4 separate regions of the Sus scrofa genome follow, and regions 1, 2 and 4 are each linked to region 3. The links are chromatin contacts, called in public Hi-C and promoter capture Hi-C maps. All regions are on one chromosome and are shown on one strand. Each heading gives the region's core, a stretch centred on a gene start, on an enhancer-like site or on the middle of the called end of the contact. The rest is flanking DNA. Distances are from core to core; before and after follow the strand shown.

The links. Promoter capture Hi-C pulls out the DNA fragments that hold promoters and counts their contacts. A called contact is a pair of places that touch in the nucleus more often than the background predicts.
Region 1: a contact with region 3 is called in a promoter capture Hi-C map of fetal liver, with 2.3 times the contacts expected there. The contact joins the promoter of RANBP9 here to the promoter of TBC1D7 in region 3. A contact is called at or near these places in 2 of 5 promoter capture datasets (fetal liver and liver) and 1 of 2 datasets of contacts at active chromatin or transcription factors (alveolar macrophages).
Region 2: a Hi-C map of embryonic fibroblasts shows a contact between it and region 3, with 4 times the contacts expected there. The contact joins the enhancer-like site here to the promoter of TBC1D7 in region 3. A contact is called at or near these places in 2 of 5 promoter capture datasets (fetal skeletal muscle and liver), 28 of 47 Hi-C or Micro-C datasets (adipocytes, adipose tissue, alveolar macrophages and 17 more) and 2 of 2 datasets of contacts at active chromatin or transcription factors (alveolar macrophages and skeletal muscle).
Region 4: a promoter capture Hi-C map of fetal liver shows a contact between it and region 3, with 4 times the contacts expected there. The contact joins the promoter of NOL7 here to the promoter of TBC1D7 in region 3. A contact is called at or near these places in 1 of 5 promoter capture datasets (fetal liver), 2 of 47 Hi-C or Micro-C datasets (liver and skeletal muscle) and 2 of 2 datasets of contacts at active chromatin or transcription factors (alveolar macrophages and skeletal muscle).

What each region holds. Positions count from the first base shown.
Region 1 is chr7:10,056,458-10,059,157 of Sscrofa11.1, reverse strand. RANBP9 (ran-binding protein 9) reads left to right here and starts at 1,401. Exons shown (of 16, transcript XM_021100196.1): 1 at 1,401-1,734; 2 at 1,737-1,767; 3 at 1,770-2,075. The coding sequence starts at 1,489.
Region 2 is chr7:9,307,200-9,309,899 of Sscrofa11.1, reverse strand. The region is part of intron 4 of PHACTR1 (phosphatase and actin regulator 1); the gene reads right to left. Among named protein-coding and RNA genes, the nearest start is that of PHACTR1, 200 kb to the right of the region's middle. Within about 2 kb of position 1,384, at least 5 of the 83 cell types and tissues checked have an H3K27ac peak or open chromatin away from gene starts, as enhancers often do. A contact at or near this core is called in embryonic fibroblasts, where this site is marked.
Region 3 is chr7:9,707,506-9,710,205 of Sscrofa11.1, reverse strand. TBC1D7 (TBC1 domain family member 7) reads left to right here and starts at 1,425. Exons shown (of 9, transcript XM_021099767.1): 1 at 1,425-1,633; 2 at 2,053-2,543.
Region 4 is chr7:9,968,222-9,970,921 of Sscrofa11.1, reverse strand. It overlaps NOL7 (nucleolar protein 7), which reads right to left and starts at 1,439. Exons shown (of 9, transcript XM_021100198.1): 1 at 1-1,439.

The DNA.
Region 1 (2,700 bases), core at 152-2,651, 350 kb before region 3:
TCCTGACCTGTTTGGCCCAACAATGACCCTGGTATCTTTGGAAGCAAACAAAATACCAGAATTGATATCGTGTAGATTACATGCGGAAAGCTCGATTTTTTTGCCAGCTAAGGAAAGGATCACCTGAACGAAGGGAAGCGGTGAAAACAAAATAGTAATGTTAGGTAGACGGTCAGAGAGCAAAACTTGGCGAGTTGTGCCCAAGTAGTCTACCAAGCAAATCACTACTGGGAATTGCAAAGTAGGAAGTCCTATTTTTGACTCTGCTGACCTCAGTGAATATTTCCTTGTTTTAAAAATGAGCATAATTCTTTGCTACCTAACCACGAGGCCTGTGATGAAAATTAATGAGTCTATAAAAGGTTTTGATGCCTCTTGAAGCCCTTCCGAAATACACCTTGTGTTCATACGGTTCGTGTTCCTGCTCTTTGAAGAAATGCCAATCTTTATTAGTTTTCCTAATAAACGAGTGACACTTTCTGCCACTCCAGGTTCACTTTAAGGCCTCATAAAATTAGTAAAATGCTCCCTGTTTTAAGTGGGAGACTTCCCCCTCAGAAAGGGTTATGTTAGGTATTGAGGACCGTGAAGCACGCAGAGCAGTTGGTTTGTAAAGAGCGAGGCGGCCAGCCGGGTCCTGCACGGAGGCACGAGCTCGAACAGAGCCCGAGCAGCCGGCGGACGCCTCACCTCCGGGAACCCGAGCTCCTGCGTTCGGCCGGAGCTCGTGGACCGGGCTCGCGGCGGCGCCAGCGGGGCTCGATTACTTTCGTCTGGGCGAGAAGCGGCCCCGCCGCGCCAGCGGGAACCCTACGGTGGGGAGGTGGGGCGACGACAACAAAAAGAAGTAAAGTAGGAGGAGGTTCTCCCGGGGAGGAACCGGGCGGGCGCGAGGAGGTGACGGGCTCTCGGGGACGGCGGGGACGCCCGCGCCCGGCCGGCCGGCGGGCAGCCGGGGGACCCGGGCAGAAGCGCTCCGCCCCGCGCCGCCGTCCTCCCCAGCGCCGCCTCCGCCCGGCGCCGGGACCCCCGCGGGCCAGCCCCCGCCGCCCGCGCGGCCCCGCCCCTCGTGCCGCGCTCGCGCCTCCGGCCCCGCCCCCTCGCCCAGCGCCGCCCGCGCGCAGCGTCTCGCGCCGGCCCGGCCCGCCCGCCGGGAAACAGCCGCGAGAGCAGCGGCCGCGGCGGCCGCTACCGCGCCTTCTCCTCCCGCGCTCCCGCCTCGCCCCCGCCCTCGGCGCCTCGTCCCGGGCCCGCGCCCGCGCCCCGGCCAACGTTCTCTCGGGGCCTCCCCCGGCCGGCCGCTCACTCCCCCGGCTCCGAGCGCCCCAACCGTCGCGCTCTCTCTCCCTCCGCGCGCGGCCAGCCGCCTGCTTCCGGGGCGGGCGGACTGGGCGCCTGGTGCCGGCGGCCGCAGCGACAGCGCCCCCGGGAAGCGGAGGAGGAAGGAGAGAAGAGGTGGAGGTGGCCGCAGGCTGAGTCGCGGCCGGGATGTCCGGGCAGCCGCCGCCGCCGCCGCCGCCGCCGCCGCAGCAGCAACAACAACAGCAGCAGCAGCTGCCGCCGCCACCGCCGGCGGCCGTGGCCCCGGTGCCCGGAGTCGTCTTGCCGGCACCCCCGGCCGTCAGCGCCGGCTCCTCACCGGCCGGCTCACCAGGCGGCGGCGCGGGCGGCGGCGGTGGCGGCTTGGGGGCCGCGGCGGCCGCCCTGCTCCTCCACCCGCCGCCGCCGCCGCCGCCCCGGCCACCGCGGCCCCGCCGCCGCCCCCGCCGCCCCGCCGCCCGCCTCGGCGGCCGCCCCCGCCACCGCGCCCCCCGCACCCCCGGGCCTCGCCGCGGGTCCCGGCCCGGCCGGAGGCGCCCCGGCCCCGGCCCTGGCGGCAGGCAGCAGCGCCGCGGCGCCTTTCCCGCACGGGGACTCGGCCCTGAACGAGCAGGAGAAGGAGCTGCAGCGGCGGCTCAAGCGCCTGTACCCGGCCGTGGACGAGCAGGAGACGCCGCTGCCCCGGTCCTGGAGCCCGAAGGACAAGTTCAGCTACATCGGCCTGTCTCAGAACAACCTGCGGGTGCACTACAAAGGTACTGGGCGTGTGTCCTGCGGTGGGAGCAGGGCCGCCGACCCCGGCCCGCCCCCGCCCCCAGCCCTGCCCGGGCCCGGTGCCCTCGGAGGGGACTCGCCACGGGCTCTGCTGCTCCGAGGGCGGCCTTGGGGTCGGGAGAAAGGGGCGGTTCTGGGCAGGGGAAGGTGAGTTTAACGCCCTCGGATCTAATGGAGCTGGTAATCCCAGGCCAGGAGCAGGACACCTTGGGGGAATCCAGGATGACAGGACATAACTCGCTTTCTGATTTCCCTTCGAGATAAATCGTAGGGCCGGGATGGAGGAATCTCTGGGCTCGGAGTTGGGTTACATTGTTCTCCAGGTGGTGGTGGGTCAGGCGCTCTCCTCTTACGTGGGGGGAAGAGAGGCACGGTGCTGAGGGATAATTTCTAATTAAGGGAGAGCAGGGACGTGTAGGGGGAGGAGTAATCAGTGGAGGATTTTGCCCAAAATTAGGCCAGAAACCGTCTAGGGGGACAAAAGGACCGGGGCCCAAGTTTGGCGTCGGTGTATCTTGCTGAAAGCTACGGGAGGGTAAGAGAGGTGAAACCTCTGGAGTACGTGTTTTCTTAGGGGAGCAGAAACCTACCTCTGCTGATTGGAAA
Region 2 (2,700 bases), core at 135-2,634, 400 kb after region 3:
GTTTTATACCTAATTGCATCTCCACTTAGGGAAAGGAGTGGAGCCCAGGTTTTGACAGTGCATTTATCCTGTGTGTATTGACACTGCCTCTACTACTGTACGTAAAATTTGCCATGTTTTGTGAGTGCCTCCATGGCTATCTGTCATTATTTCACTGGCATGTAGAGGGTGTCTGGTTGTATTATAAAATATTTATTAATTTGATGCGATGTCATTCGGCTCATAAGACAACAGGTTACATGTCATCAGTGAGAAAGCTCCTTAAATCTTGACTCCTAGTGTAAAATCACGGGCCAGTATCTAAAATGTGGTGAACCTTTTATTAAATCGAAAGAAGGGAGAATTATGCCTTCAAGTTCAAAGAACCTGAAAATAATACTAATTGCCACCATTTTGGGTACTTAGCTATGTCTCAAACATTGTGCAAATGTAAAAAAAGACACCTCATCTATCCTTTAAATAATCTTTTGATTTTGATAATGAGTTTGGCACAGATTGGCTCATTTTGCAGAAGAGGCTAAGAGAAATAACATAACTTGTCCCAGGTCCAGAGCCAAGGTTAAGCAGAGTCAGATGAGGTGCCTAGGGTGCAAAATTTGAGGCCCTGGTTCCCAGATTTGTGCAAGTTGCCATTGGAGGGGGCGTGCCTCTTCTCACTCACTGGGAGGCCAGACTGAAAATGGTATCTTGTGCTGCTTGAAGAACTGTCCCTAGTCATGGAAAAAGGAATTGATTAAAGCAACGTGAGGATTAAGGGAGGGAATCCACGTGGGGATTCTCTAATGTGTGTGTGTGTGTGTGTGTGTGTGTGTAAATACGCATGTTCTTTGTCGGGTTCTTTTCCATTATAAGTTATTACAAGATACTCAATATAGGTCCCTGGGTTATGCAGTAAATCCTTGTTGTTTATCTATTTATATGGTAGTTAATTCCACACTCCCAATTTATCCTTCCCTGATCCCTTCCCACTCAGTAACCATAAGTTTGTTTTCTATGTCAGTGACCCTGTTTCTGTTAGTTCATTTGCGCTGTTTTTCAGATTCCCACATGTAAGTGATGTCATATAATACTTGTCTTTGTCTGGGTCACTTCACTTAGTATGATAATCTCTAGGTCTATTCATGTTGTTGCAAAGGACATTATTTCATTCCTTTTTTATGGCTAAGTAATATTCTATTACATATATATTTGTGTGCGTGTGTGTATATATATATGTTTATATATGCAACATAACACATCTTCTTTATCCATTCATCTGTTGATGGACACTGAGGTTGCTTCCATGTCTTGGCAATTGCAAAGAGCTGGCACACTTACTTATTGTTAGAGGAAGCCAGAATTACAACCAGAAGTATGTACTTTCCTTACTTCTGCTGCTCATTTTCCGCTTAAACTCAAAAAGGAAATGGAACCAGAAACCACCGGATTTCTGAGTTTCTGTGGGTGAAATGCCACAGCCGCCTCTGATGCTGACATGTTGAAAGTAAAAATCATGAGTCACTTTATCACTTTCACAATTTATTCTACTCAGGAGCCCAGGCCCTGGAGTAGCCAATTCTCCTGCGATTTCAGAGTTGTTCATCATTTTGAATTAGCACTTGTAAATTTACTGATTGTCAACATTGCACTTTTTTTTTCAAGGCTGCACCCGCGGCATATGGAAGTTCCCAGGCTAGCGGTCGAATCGGAGCTGCAGATGCCAGCCTATGCCACAGCCACAGCCACACCAGATCCAAGCCGTGTCTCGACCTACACCACAGCTCACGGCAATGCCAGATCCTCATGGATCCTAGTCGGCTTCTCGACCCACTGACTAGTATCAACCCGGGAGCCACAAGGGAACTCCAAAACTGTACTTTTATTAAGGGCACAGAAATAGCATTTTTATGTGGGTCTATGATTTCTCCCCACAAGATACGAAGCCCAACTCCCTAAACGATCTTGCTCTTCCAACTCATGGCAGTAAATGTGTCACACGGACTTGAGTCTGTTATCACCCATTCATTCCCCATTCGTCATTCAACAAACATTTACAGAGGGTCTGCTGTATCCCGATTACTGTGAGGGGCGCTAGAGATAAAGAGTTGAATAAGAAACAGTCCAGGCCTCTGGATCGTAAGCTGATGACACAGCCTGACATGTAAACAGGCAATTTAAAATACTGCCGGTGAAGAAATAAGACGAGAGCAGAGGGAAAGGGACAAGTGGACGGCCCTGGCTGTCTGGAAAGATTTGGCTAAGAGTGGACATCTGAGCCGGAACTTGCAGGATGTCTAGAAGTTTTCTGGGGGAAGGAAGCAGGGGAGGGAATACCTTGTGTGTTTTATTTGTTTGGTTTTGTTTCATTTTTGCCACCCTGTGGCATATGGAGTTCCCAGGCCAGTGATCAGATCTGAGCCACTGTTTCGACCTACACGGAAGCTGTGGCAATGTCAGACCCTTTAATCCACTGTGGCGAGATCAAACCTGCGTCCTGGCTCTGCAGCGATGCTGCCAATCCCACTGAGCCACATCAGGACCTCGGGGGAATGTCTTGCTTGTTTGTGTTTGTCTTTTTAGGGCCACACCGGTGGCAAATGGAAGTTCCCAGGGGAGGGGTTGAATGGGAGCTGCAGCTGCCGGCCGATACAACAGCCACAGCAACGCCAGATCCGAGCCCCACCTGGGACTTACACCACAGCTCATGGCAATGCCAGATCC
Region 3 (2,700 bases), core at 176-2,675:
GAAAGAGATGGACAAAAAACCATATGATGTCACTTACACATGGAATCTAAAATATGACACAAATGAACCAACCTACAAAACAGAGATGGACTCCCAGACATAGAGGACAGACTTCTGGTTACTAAGCGGGAGGAGAGAGGGAGTGGGATAGACTGGGGGCTTAGAGTTAGGAGTCGCAAACTATTACATTTAGAATGGATAAACAGTAAGATCCTACTGTATAGCACAGGGAACTGTATCCATTCTCCTGGGACAGACCATGATGGAAAAGAATATTGAAAAAGAAGGTATATATATGTGTATATATATATATATATGTATGTGTGTGTGTATATATACATACAAATGTAAAACAGAGTCACTTTGCCGCACTGTAGAAATTGGTGCAGGATTGTAAATCAATTATATTTAAATAAAAATAAATACATTTTAAAAAGAATAGTCTCCAAGAGGCTTAGTTCCCATAGAAGCCTCCAAATATTCTGTTTACCAGCTCATCAAAAAAAACACAGTAAATGACAGTTAGAGGCAACCATGTCACCATTTAGCTCATGGCCCATTCACATACATCCTCTGTCATGTGCCAGGCACTCTGCCAAGCACTTTACACACGTTCTCATTTAATCCTTCCCATGCCTCTATGAGACCACAGCCACTATTAGCTCTATTTTAAGGGTAAGAAAAAGAAGATTGTAAATGTTAGTGATTGGCCAAGGTTTAGAGGAAGTAAATGAAATTCTTGAAAGCAAAAACTTGAAGAACTTTACTTGCTAATGTGAAGAAACACTGCCTAAGCCAGGCTTAGTACCCCGGTCCTGGAGAACTAAAGATGGTGGGGCGGGGAGGTGCATAACCGTTTGGGTTCAACCATCATACACGTCTTTAAAGTTCTGTGTAACCTTAACACCACAAACTTACTGACACTGTAACTGGACTGCCTTTTGTATTGTTGATTTCCAAGATTCCCTCTACAGCTCAGCCCCTGTGTACTCTGTTCTCTACAGATTTGGACTCTCAAGGAAGCAGCTCCCATCACCCAATGGGCGTTTCTCTTTGGGTGGTACTGAAACCATGGGTCCCATCCATTTCACATGCCTTCACTAGCCAAGGTTTTTTTAAGGCTTGCAGGTCCTCCCAGGGGCATGTAGCCCAAACAGTGAGATGTTTGCCCAGGTGTTTTGCAGGACTTGGGAGTCAGCTGTGTCTAATTAGAGCTGAGCTGGGTAAGCCTGGATGGGATCGCCAATCACCCAACTGGGCATGTGTGAGCAGCTTGTGGGTGATCTTCTGAAGGTGCAGAGGCCTGTAGCTTAGTTACACCTGCGCAGAATGACCATTAACCAATCACCTTTTCCCAGGATGGCCACGCCTCTGAGCACCCAGTTTCTTTATCCTATAAATACCTCAGGCTTTTTGCCTTCTGGGAAGTAGGTTTGAACTTTGTTCCTTCTCTGTGTGACTGGCTCTCGGATAAGTTCTCGTGCAAACCTTGGTGTCTCTGTGTTTGGCTTGCAATGCCTTGGGCAAGACCTGGTTCAGGAACAGCTCCTCTCAAATGGATGGGGTTTAAAAACCCCCTCAGGCTGTGCTGCTAAGAGAGGTGTCCCTGAGACCAGTGCGGGTGTGTAATAAGGTAAGTGGAGAAAATGACAGTGTTTATAAACTTTAATAGCCTTTTTAAAGAGTCGTTTTGTCTGAATCTAATAAGTCGGAGCTTATATTTAGTATATTTTGTTTTTAAACTTTATTTTCATGTAATTTATTTTTATACTGTTTCATCTGAAAGGCTGAATATACAGACAGTGGTCGGACTATATTATAAAAACAGAACTGACCCCAACCTGCAAGCAACCTGCCTAGAAAACCAGCCCCTTGTCTACAATAACCAGCCTGCTGAGTCAAACTTGCAGGAAGCCTGACCGCTAGCTTTAGTAACCACCCAGGGAGCTAAACAATAACTACTGTAACAAAGTGGCCTGGATTTGATTAATGGACACGATTTGATTAATAACTGTCAGCTTCCCCTAATTTTTATCCTTGCTTCCAATTTAGGACCAAACAGGGAAAGCCAGGCATGGCTAATGGATCACATGAGACCCCGGCTTCTCCTCTACCTCGGCTTCCCGGTGTCAACAGCCTCCAAAGAGGACACACCTGAAGTCTTCCCTTTTTTTTTTCCATTCTCAGCCTTTCCTCTCCTCTGCCTGTCTTGGAGTTCTGCCAAAATATTAAGTGATCGTGGGGCTGACTCTTGTACAGCAAATGTTCAGTAAGATGCCTTTACACTTCTCATTTGGCTAATCATTTAATTCCACGTACCAAGAAAAAGGAAATGAAACACAAAAAGAATTGAGCAAAACAGGAGTATGCCAACGCAGACAGACTGAACAGCACCTTTCCTGGGGCTCTGAGATCACACAGGGTTAAAGAGCGCATCTGGGGCACACACCGCCCGGGACAGCGGGCGTAAGGGAGCTGCGAGGTCCCCGGAACAGGAGTGAAGAAAGGGAACAGGGGGACGGGCGCCGGGAACCGTGTAGCAGGTGGGGAACTTGAGCGCCAGGCGAAGCGCGTTCCATCCCGCATCTGAGTAGCGGAGTCGGCCCCAAACGCTTGGGTGGGGCGTCTGCGCATGCTCTCCGCGCACGCGCACTAGCACGGCGCACGCGCACTAGGCACCCCCTGCGCGGAGTGAGGCTG
Region 4 (2,700 bases), core at 190-2,689, 260 kb before region 3:
CAACTGGAGCCACGCCGTCCGGTGACTGCAAGCCCAGTCGCCCTATCGCCGCTTTTTTTTTAAGCTCGGGGTTCCTTGATCGATCCAGATTCGGCTTCCTTCACTCTCCACTCCCCAAAGAAGTGCGGTTTTTAAAAGAGAGAAGTGCGCTATAGTGGCAGGACCCCATGTTCCATTGTCACCAACGAAGAAACAAGGTCGACATACTCAGACTCAAATCCTCAGCAGCAAACGTGTGCGTGGCGACCTCGGCCGCCGTCTCGCAGGAATCCTGACCACCAGCCCTGGGCCACTGGCTGTCCGTGCCTCTGCTCCGCGTTCTCACTGACCCCTCTCCCTGTATGTTGACTGACTCCCCCATTAGAACGTGAGCTCGGCGAGAGCAGGGATCCCGGGTTCACTGCTGCAACCCCAGGACCTTGCACAGCGGCTGCCCATGACACAATGACTTGGTGAACGCAACCCCAGCCTGTGTGTATTTACCCCACTCGCCCACCCGCCCCAAGTATGCGAATTTCGTCTCTTAGCCTCCGTGGCCCTTCATAATCTTTGCTTTTATCTTCTCCTAACCCATGATACAATAGCAAATGATTCACCGTTCTCTGAACAAACCAAGCTGTTTCATAGGCCCCTTGCATTTGTACAGGCGGTTCCCTCTAGTGATACCCCCCACCCCCCATCCCCCTACACACACAGAATTCCTATTTAAACTTCAAAAACTCCCAGCCAGGCGGACTTCCTCTTGAAGCCTTTCAAGCACCTTAACGTCGCCCCCATTCGCTGCGCCCATCGCCCATCTCTTAACTGCGTTCTCCTCTGAATCTTGCACAAATTTCTGTTGCTGTAGTGTCCACGCTGTGTAATAGTTTAGATGACAGTTGTCCCAACCAAATCCTTGTGAGCTCCTTGAGTCAAGGTCCACGTCTCACTCATCACTGTATTTCTAACATCTCTCATATGGTTGATGTTCAGTAATGTTAAATTAAGTCAAATGATCCTGCCTCACATGAATTTTGTAGTATTTTCAATGCTCTTTTCATCTTCTCGGATTTAGAAGCAATTCCTAGTTTAAAAACAAGACTAAAAGGTGAACAAAAATGGCAAAACAGAAACAAAAAAAGCCACTGGTGCCAAGGGCCTAGGAGGAAGGGAATTGAAAAGAAGAATTCTAAAATATTTACACCTTGGAGTTTCCGTTGTAGCACAGTGGTTAACGAGTCCGACTAGGAACCATGAGGTTGCGGGTTCGGTCCCTGCCCTTGCTCAGTGGGTTGACGATCCGGCGTTGCCGTGAGCTGTGGTGTAGGTTGCAGACGCAGCTCGGATCCCGCGTTGCTGTGGCTCTGGCGTAGGCCGGTGGCTACAGCTCCGATTCGACCCCTAGCCTGGGAACCTCCACATGCTGCAGGAGCAGCTCAAGAAATAGCAAAAAGACAAAAAAAAATAAAAAATAAAAAATAAAATACGCCTTGGTCAGATAGAAACGACAAATGAAAAATATAATCAGACTCTGAGACAGTATGCTGACTTGAATCACGGCTAACACTAGGGAGATGGATAGTGCACACTCTGAGAAGCCCTACCGCAAAGCTATTAGAAGTGAAGAAAGGTATTCTACACAAAAACTGCATGAGAAGTATTACAAGCCCCTCAGTGTAGATGCTTTGACCCACCCGTGGAAAGTCTGAAGGGAGTCCTGAGGGAGCCTGGCTGGTCCTTGAGCTTCCCTGAGGCTTACGGACCCCCCTCTTGCTCGTGCAAGGGATCCTTAGGATTTATTAAAGGGCAGGACTTGCAAACACAGTACAGGGTTTTCTGTCACAGTGTCTTGTCATCTCTTTCTACAAAAGCCAAGGGTGTCATGTTAAATGCAATTTTTGTAAGGGGTGGAGGTGACGTGGCTCAGCTGCACAATTGCCCAGGGAGTCTACCTCGAATGTACGTCCTTCCTGCCACTCCTCCCCATCAAGCCTCTGATGCTGGCTGCCCGCAGGCCTTCATGGTGCTGGATTCGACGGTGGGACTCGAGAAGGCTATATTCCTCCCACCTGACCTCAAGGGAGCATGACCACGAGCATACATCATTAAAGTCTCCCCGGAAAAACTCCCTTCGAAGAAATTCAGTGTCTGGAAAGCCTGGCAGACCCCACAGGGCTTGTGTTTGTGGGGAGGAGGAGCGTGCTTCTGTTTACGATCTTGAGAAACGGCCAACCTGCAGCTCCCTTTCCCCCTTGGCTGCTGAGAAAGGTGGTGCTAAATGAGAGGCGGCCGGCCGTGTGTATCCACAGAGTCGACACATTTTGCATCATTCTTCTCTCTCATCCTGATTTTCCACCTGGCTGTGACGTTTCCCTTCCTTCCTGGCAGGAGCATGAGTTCATGGTGTAAGCTCTCTCTCTGGACCCGGAGGTAAGAAGGCAGCCAGACAAGCTAAGCACGGAAAAGAAAAAGCCCCCAACGAAGACATCTTTTGGGATAACCACCTTTATACAGCAAATGACCTGCTGTAGAGAGTGCTTTTATTTTCCACCAAACCTTGTGCAAAAGTCACAAATATCAGGGGTTTAGCCCTCTACTTCTAGCCTTGCCCAAAGAGCAGAAATACAATCTGGAAAATTACATCTTTTAGATCATTCCCTGACAAACGTGTGTCCCTCCCCGTCACCAACCAAACGTGTCAGAGGCACCTTGTGTTTCGGT